Linked DNA regions of Triticum aestivum: region 2 is linked to region 1. The links are chromatin contacts, called in public HiCAR-type maps. All regions are on one chromosome and are shown on one strand. The core of a region is the stretch at or near the end of the contact, and the rest is flanking DNA. Distances in the headings are between cores, read along the strand shown. Region 1 has its middle 44 kb from the start of LOC123092503. Region 2 overlaps LOC123092503.

Region 1 (4,156 bases), core at 821-3,320:
GTGGCTGTGCGGCATCACGGTTAATTCCCACCTTCACGGCCAACGAACGCCACGACCAAATATCCAAGTTCATGTTGGTCATCTTTTCCCTTTGGAGTCGAGGTTCATGTGCTTCACTCGTGGTTTTCATCGCTAGCTCAGTCGTTCGTTTCAAAGATTCGCGTGCGACTGACGGACTGAGCCGAATTCAAGACAGAGAAACAAAGACCGCCATTTCCGGGTCGGATACACTGGACTCGACCGAAGCGATCCACCATGGATCTAGTTTGATTGCTTTGTAGCTAGCGTCGCGATCCAGAGGAATTCATTTGTCCCGCCTCTTCTGCTCGTCGCCATTGTTTGTAGGCCCGAGATCTCACGCTTTTGATTCCTCTTTTGGAAGGTAGCCCGACGCCTTCAGAGCTAAGAAAGCCTTCACATAACGTGAATCTATTGTCATCGTCGACGTCGATGATGCACCCTTAATCTCTTTGTGCTTATTTTATCTCTTCACGACAACCTAACACAGCTGGCAAGTGCAATGCGCATCCTTCACTTCACCATCCAATCGGACGCAGTGCAGCACGTTCTTATCCTCTACAATCTCTCAGCTCGCACGTGTCCATTGGACGAGCCTGATTTTATCTGCTCCACAGAAAACAAGGGTGGCGAACGAACTGGCCATAGATAAAAATCATGTCCTCGCCACCTTCAATCCAGAAAATGTGCGTGGCGGTCGCTCTGCGGGCACAATATCCGCTAGAGCCGGCGCCCGTGACAAGAAAGTCGTTCATGGCCACGTGCAGATGTCACAACCAGCGAGACCTACGTACGACAGTCGACAGTGACAAGAAAGGAGTGGCGACTAAGAAACGGTAGGTAGCGGTTCCAGATAATTTTTTTTGGTAGCTAAGCCGCCAGATTAGGATCATTCTGACTGCTATATCGATCGAAAGGAAAAGATGATGCGACCATGGGGAAGCAGATCACGGAAGTCACACACTAATTGCAGAGTTAATGCACAAACAATCACGTCACAGACTCGCACCGTGTATGACTCTGCTCCACGTACTTTCTTCAACTCCTTCATACTCTCTTCTGAAACATGTACACTCTCTTTCTGAAACATAAAACTTCAATACTTGGAAGGCACAAATGTTATACGCCTCGTATGTACGCGAGAATTCGTAGACCCTGTAGTAACAGTATGTGGCTGTGACGTAGCAGGACCACGTCACACGCGATGACGCACATGCCGACAAGGAGAACGAGGGAGTGGAGTGCTTCAGTTTTCCTCTCCGTGATTTTTTTAGAGAACCCTATTTTTTAGCTTATAACATAAAATACCCCCAGATGATGCACACCATCAATTTGCCTCTGTTTATCCGATCACACACGCATTGCTTCAAAGTTAAGCTAGTACACTAGTACTACCTCCCGATAGACCCTGCATTGTACAGGAATCACACTGAACCACCCACTCCCATCCCAAGGCGTCATCGTCGTGGATTAGTCGCCGGTCTGGATGCAAGAATACTTCATGCACGGAGCGCCAAATCAGAAGATTGTCCTAACAATTAACAATGCTACTGTGTTTAGCGCTATAAAGCCGACCACTTGCTCATAGGCGCATAGCTCCCACTCCAGCTCGCACGCGCGCACCCACCACACTCGTCCACTCGCCGACGTTTCTCTGGGCCGGCCGGCCGGGGCTTCCTTGCACGCGCGCGACGCCATGGATGGGCAGGATGGCGGCCAGGGCCTGAGGCCGAAGCCCGACGGGAACCGGAACCCCAAGAGAGGCAGCATCATCAAGACCATCATCGCCGACTGGACCGGCGGCGGCGGGACGCCAACGACTTCCGGCGGCGGCGGCGGGGGAGGAGGAGGAAACGAGGACACCGGCAACGGCGGCGACTCCTAGCGAGCGAGCATGGCTGCGCGCGTGCGTACCACGAGATGGTTAGTTTGAGCCTATGCAGCTATACTATCGCTAAATAATGCCTCTCGTTGTACGTGTGCCAGTGGTAAAAAGAACTGTCTGATTGTGTAGCTTAATTGTCTTCTGGATCTGTGGATGGATAGATATTAGCCCTCTTTGTTGAACCTAAACCTAATGTAGTAATGATGCTATTTTCCGTCTGTTGTTGTTCTTGTTGCTGTGCTGCTGGCCTGCACTTTGCTGTTCTTTGATACGTGCGTCTATGGATCGACCGCCCTCGTCGATGGATTTCGTTGTTGGACTTGCAGGCCGTTAGGGTTTAGGCACCGGTAATTTAATGACGCTTCTTTTTCTTGATCGATCCATGTTTGTATCTTGGAAGAATGCATCTCATCTTCATCTGGCCCTGTGGGCATGTATATAATTGGCCTAGACATTCTTTAATTTTCGACTAACAGCTGATCAGATCCATGGTCGCTTTCAGGCGATCTTATCTAGAATCATCAACTTCGCTTTGTTTGTGTACAGTATCGCGATTCCCCAAGTCCCCATCTTGAACATGTCCAAATGGACGTGCTCTCCCACTCGCACGTGTGGCACTACGGAGCACCAACCGAACCTTAGAATAATCTCATCTCACCTCGCATGCATCAAAAGATCGATCATAAAATCCTCAAAAAAAAAAAATGATCGATCATACAATAGGGCCTTGATCGGCTCAGTTTTAGGACTTATAGAAAACGTTGGACTAGGTGCCAAGTTACCTGTGTGTCTATGTATTGGAGCCTGGAGACAGCTCACTTTTGTTCGCTGATGTTGTCCGGTTTTCCTATCTCGTGGGCTGTTTGAGCAAAGTGAGCAATGCGATGCCTCACGACTCATCAGAGACCGGTCTTGCCGGCTGCCAACGTGATTTTTGTACTCTTCGACTATTTCTGCTCTTTTTTTTAGCAACTTCGATTATTTCTGCTAGGCACGCCTAGTTCGTTTTGTGATTAGCTGTCATTCAGGAATGATGATAGCCCATATTCAACAACAGTTCGGTACTCCTCCGTGGCCGCAAAATCGGCAAGTCCTATTCGGCGCTGCAGGCGCTTAACCGGCGCCTGCAGCGGCGTAAGCTGGGCCGGCCCATTTGTTTTTCGAAAAAACAAAAAAAGGAGTGCTCCGCGGGATTCGATATCTCAACCCTTCTTTCAGCGCGAACCATACTAACCATCTTGAAAATCGGTCGACATCTGTTTGGTCTCTTCTTTTTCAGCATCTTTATCTATACATGAGTGCGCGGGAGCCCCAGTTTGGCTCTTTTTCTCTGGTTTTCTAGGCTGGGTTCCGGGGATTTTCTTTTACCCGGTTTTCTTCCGTTTTTCTGATTTCTGTTTTGCTTTTTTTTTTGTTTCTCCCTGTATGTTTTTATTTTTCATATTCAATGAACTTTTACAACTCGATGAACTATTTTTCAAATTTGGTGAAATTTCTTCAAAATTGATGAACTTTTTTCAAATTCTATTAATTTTTTTCAAATGCGATGAACTTTTTTACAAATGATTAACTGTTTTTGAATTATTATTTTTTTTTGAATTTTGATCAACTTTTTCAAAGTCGATGATTTTTTTTAATTTGATGATTTTTTTTCAGATTCCATGAACTTTTTGCAAAATCAGTGAACTATTTTCAAATTCCATGAACTTTTTTTAAATTCAATGAATTGTTTTCGAAGTTTATGAACATTTTTCAGTTTGGTGAACTTTTTTGAAATTGGTGAACTTTTTTCAAGATTTTGATGAACATGTTTTTTATTTGTTGGTGAACTATTTTTTAAAATTGATGAACTTTTTTCAACATCATTGAACTTTTCTTGAATAGGGGAAAGTTTTTTAGCATGTTAATGAACCTTTTCTGAAATCTGTGAACTTTTAATTTTATTTAAAGAAAAGCATGTAAGAGCGGCTATAATAGGTTTTAATGCTTTAGCGCTGAGCTTAGTCACTTCCTTCCGCTCGTCTTAGTGGTTAGCAGAACACCTGTAGGATGTGTAGGTAGTGAGTTCAACTCACCGTGGTTACACTATTTTTGGATAGTTTTCGCGCTCTTTAGGTCCATTTTAGTGCAGTGCCCCTTCATGGGCTAGCCCACCTCGCGCTGTAGCGAGTGTCGCGTCTCCTAATCGGCGCCTGCATCGCCGACTAGGAGCTCCCCGCAAAATCCTGAACTCCACCGCCAGCTTCTGATAGC
Region 2 (4,156 bases), core at 822-3,321, 39 kb before region 1:
TTGCCGAATTTTGTATATGATGAAAACATGTTTGCAGGTTGAATCATTTCTCTGTCTTACTTTTCAGGTGACACATCATCAACTGACTGGGATAAGGCTTGGTCTACCTTTAAGAAGAAAGGGAAGAAGACCCTATTCTCAGAGTTCTCACCGAACAAATATGTGACCTGGAACCCACGGCGCAGTGAGTATCCATTGTCAGAAGAAGTCGATCCAATCAAAAGAGCTGAGAGGTCTAACTTGATGTTGTGGACAAGCCCAAGATTTACCTTGGTAGGGGCGATTATCATCGTTTCGGCATTGCTAATCTATACATTGGTTGTCCCACCCAAGTAACTGCTGAAGTGACAGATAACAGGTGAGCCGTAGGCCGAAGATTCTACTTGGAAGTCTGTATTGTACATTTAGTTTGTACTATACGAAGTATATCATGGTTCTGTATTGCTTCAAGCACATTCTAATAGATCATAATAGAGTACTCCTTCATTTTGGTGATTTTCTTCAACTGTACATCAATTGGATCCTCTTTAATCTTCCATTATAACCAAGAAATACTGGGTCACCTAGAATAATATGCTGAACAGCATTCATGATTATTTATCCTGATGTGAATTTTTCATAGTTCTCACTTCCTAGTAACTTCAGGTCATCAGGTGTGACCAACGGATCATCTAATATTAGTTGTATTATTTAGTGATGGGTAGCTTGTATTGTTGGTAAATGGTAATGCTTGAGCAAGTGGACATGTGCAGAGCATCTAGTAATCTGAGGGAACCCAAGAGAAGCACGTTTTCATTGCGCCAAATTCAAGTCAAAAGGCCAGTTCACTAGCTTCATATAGTAATAAGCACCAGATAAGCAGGAATCTTGCTCAGATGTAAAGCAATTTAACTTACCTTATTTCCCATCCCCTAAATAATTAGGCTTTGCCGCTTACACTGGAGGCATCAAAACAGAGTGTGTCTACATCTTGTAGTTAGACTCTTAGACGGAATTAGATATAAAAAATAAACATGATCAGGACCATCTCATCTTGTCTTTCAAGACCTGGTCATCAGATCTGTGTCCAGCATCTTGGAACAAGTCAGACAAAGGCATTTCCATCCTTCCCTCTGAAAATTGGACTTCTCATCCTTTAAACATTGAGTAATGGCCAAGGTCTTGCTCTCCTGTGGATTGTGGCGATTCTAGCCTACAATTAACACTGGAAAATTAATATATGCTGCTTACATTTCAAAAAAGTAACACGAGTAACTGATTGCTAATTACTGCAGTAGTTATGTCTCCTGCTCCTCTGATCTCTTGTTAGTACTTTTGTTACCGTGCACTGCCTTAGAGATTCCAGACACTTCTGAAATGTGAAGAGAAAATTTGTCCATCCCGAGAGAGCGAAGACTTTTTCCCCAATGCGAACAGAATATATAGGTTGGTCCGAAGGTCACAGTGTGGAATTCAAGTCAACTGCTCCCCGGGCGTACAAAATAATTTTCCTTGTAACATCTCTGTCCATCCGCCGCTGTATTTTAGTTCGCTCCTAGTGCATCATTGTACGGCTTTTCCTGCAGGTTATCTTATTTTATGCCCTGTGTTTGGGCACTTGCAAGCCCGACCTGAGCGGTCGATGCTGAAAGTTGTGATCCAGAAAATCTCGGTTTTCTTCTAGTGCCATGGCCCATGGCCATGGGTAGGTTAGTGCTTAAACTATATCCACGCACCGTAGGCAGGCAGACAGTGGCATGGTTTTCTATGTCATTCCAGCTGGAGTGTTGAACTTGAGAACCTGGTCAGTTAGTGGCGCGACCCAGCATTTTTCAGACAGAATCCTGCAGCGACCCAACCCAAAACACCAATTTTTTTTTCTACCCAGGCCAGGCTTGCTTGCTGATGAGTTATCTGCTACCGGGCTGGAGTGCTGGATTGACAAGTAACAGTGGCTAAACACACCAGGCTGGCGCGTATCTGACTTAGATCTTCAGTCTGAAGGTAGCGTACGCAGAAAGATTTGCCCAGGCAGTACAGTGACATCCCAAAGTTGAGGCTCGAGCCAGGGCCGAGGCCCAAGCCCAAACCCTAAAGTTTCCACAAGATGGAGCTCGAACTGTGGAGAGCAGCTGCTTGCATCCCAAGGAACCTTGGCTATAAAAGGGCGCGACTCTAGCGGTCACTCCCCTCACATCGCACACAAGCACAAGCCCACACGCCAACCTTCACGCGCTCTTCTCTCGACCCTTCTTCTTCCTGGCCTTCGGAGCAAGAAGGCGCCAGCAGCAGCCAGCAATGGAGCGGCAGGGCGACTCGAGGCGGCCTCTGCCGAGGCGCGGGCAGGTGAAGGCGAGCATATTCGCGTGCCTCTTCCCGTGCCTCGCACGCAACCGCAAGGCAGCCGGAGGCGAGCAGAAGGGAGGCAAGGCCAGGGCCAAGGAAGGCGGCAGCGGCAGCGGCGGCCGCCGCGTCGCGCCCGGTGGTTGATCCGGCCCGGGGAAGGAGGGATGGATATGGATATATGGAGTCTGATGATCTCTGAAGAAAAGAAAGAGTCAAGAATTGCTGCAGGCCCGGTTCTTGTTCTTGAGCGGAAGCCGTTCTGTTGGAGCGCGGGATGAGGGTGGACGAGGGTTCGCAGGTACGGTAGGGGGTGTTGGAGGGGAATAAACATTTTCGTTTTTTCTGGCTGTGTGGAATTCCGTTGTGATTCCGCAGCAGCTTTTGGCCAACTTGTGGAGTCCGTAGCCTCGCAGTGATTTTGGATCCTTTGTTGCGGGTGGGTGTATGTATGTGTTGTTGTATATGCTACTGTACGTAATTGCCATTGAGTGATGAACTTGTCATGAATTTCTGGCCTTTCTGGTGTTGTCTGTCTATGGTGTGTACTCTGGTTTCTGCACTTGAATTTCTTCTCTGCATCTCCGTCGCAGAGTACATGGTACATTCACTCAATGACCTTTTCTCGCCTGCATGTCCAAGATTGGCGAGGTTACACCATCATCACAGGATAACGAAACAGCAGTAACAAAGTTATTAAAGCTAACACCATGAACAAAACCAAATTTATCAAGCTTGTGGTACGACAAGCAGCGAAAGGTAATCACAGGCTGCATCATCCGTCGTCCCAGACCGTCAGCGTCAGGGTTCAACCGATGAACAACAACTCCTGCATTGCCCCGCATCGACTGCGTTCGTCGTTGACAAGTCATCCCCGTGTCCCTATTTTTACCGGTGGCATGGCATTTCCACAGGCGCTGATTGGCTGGTGGGCGCACAATCTCCCCAGCTCACCCCATGGCCATGAGGCAACGACACCTGGGGTGCCCGCCCAGGCGGGCGTGTAAACATCGAGGTCGAGGTGCTTCGCGGCCAAGTCTTCTCCTCCTGCAAGGGCCCTCCATGCCGCAATCAACATCATCCACAAATTTGCCAACGAAACCCTAGAAAGCAGAAATTGCAAAAAAAAAAAAAAAACCTAGAAAGCAGAGGCTCTTTTGGTATCCCAAGTGGCCGACCCCGCCGAATAAAGCAGAGGGGGAATTTTTGCTCTTTCGTGCCGTGCGGGTGCGGCGCTTTTGAGCTGATGATATCGGCGAGTGATCGTCGGCACGTGTAGTAGTATTGTTTTGGAGGCGATCATGGTTAGCTGGAAGTGGAAGATCATTCATTACTGAGGCCGCCCTAATCTTGTGTCTAGTGCAGTAAAAGCAATGGTTCAGGTGCACAGACCAATTATATGCGGCTAGAGCTTCTGCAACTCTCCTGGAACTGCAGGACTGCACATAATCTCAGCCCTCCGTTCTCAGATCACACGGTCCGAGTGAAGTTCTTGTTCTTTCAACAGAGGCCGTGCCACAGCCCACACACCACAATCAAAACTACTTCATCTTCTTTTTCCTCCCGCGGTCGGTCGAGCTCTCCGTGTGTTCGCGCATTTGCACTGGTCGCTCGCTTTCAAAGATTCGAATGCGACCAGCCAAAAGCCAAAGGAACATCGTCGGGCATGGACACGCTGCGTTGCACCTACCCGTGCCGTCATCAGGGTCATGCATGGGATCACGTTTCCACCGTGTGAACGCTAGAGTTGAATAGAATGGATCGGTCGCACGGTCATGTGGAATTCAAGTCAAACTGTTCCCTGGACGACCAAATAATTTTGTTTCGGCATCTC

Evidence for each region. HiCAR-type assays count read pairs that join an accessible place to other places.
Region 2: a contact with region 1 is called in a HiCAR-type map of leaf, with 5 times the contacts expected there. The contact joins two enhancer-like sites. A contact is called at or near these places in 4 of 5 Hi-C or Micro-C datasets (leaf, root and an unstated tissue) and 1 of 1 datasets of contacts at active chromatin or transcription factors (leaf).

Annotation. Positions count from the first base shown.
Region 1 is chr4B:426,059,030-426,063,185 of IWGSC CS RefSeq v2.1, reverse strand. No RefSeq gene overlaps it. Among protein-coding and RNA genes, the nearest start is that of LOC123092503, 44 kb to the left of the region's middle. Within about 2 kb of position 2,070, at least 1 of the 8 cell types and tissues checked has an H3K27ac peak or open chromatin away from gene starts, as enhancers often do.
Region 2 is chr4B:426,097,851-426,102,006 of IWGSC CS RefSeq v2.1, reverse strand. It overlaps LOC123092503, which reads left to right. Exons shown (of 2, transcript XM_044514298.1): 2 at 68-548. The coding sequence ends at 336. Among protein-coding and RNA genes, the nearest start is that of LOC123092503, 5.3 kb to the left of the region's middle. Within about 2 kb of position 2,071, at least 2 of the 8 cell types and tissues checked have an H3K27ac peak or open chromatin away from gene starts, as enhancers often do.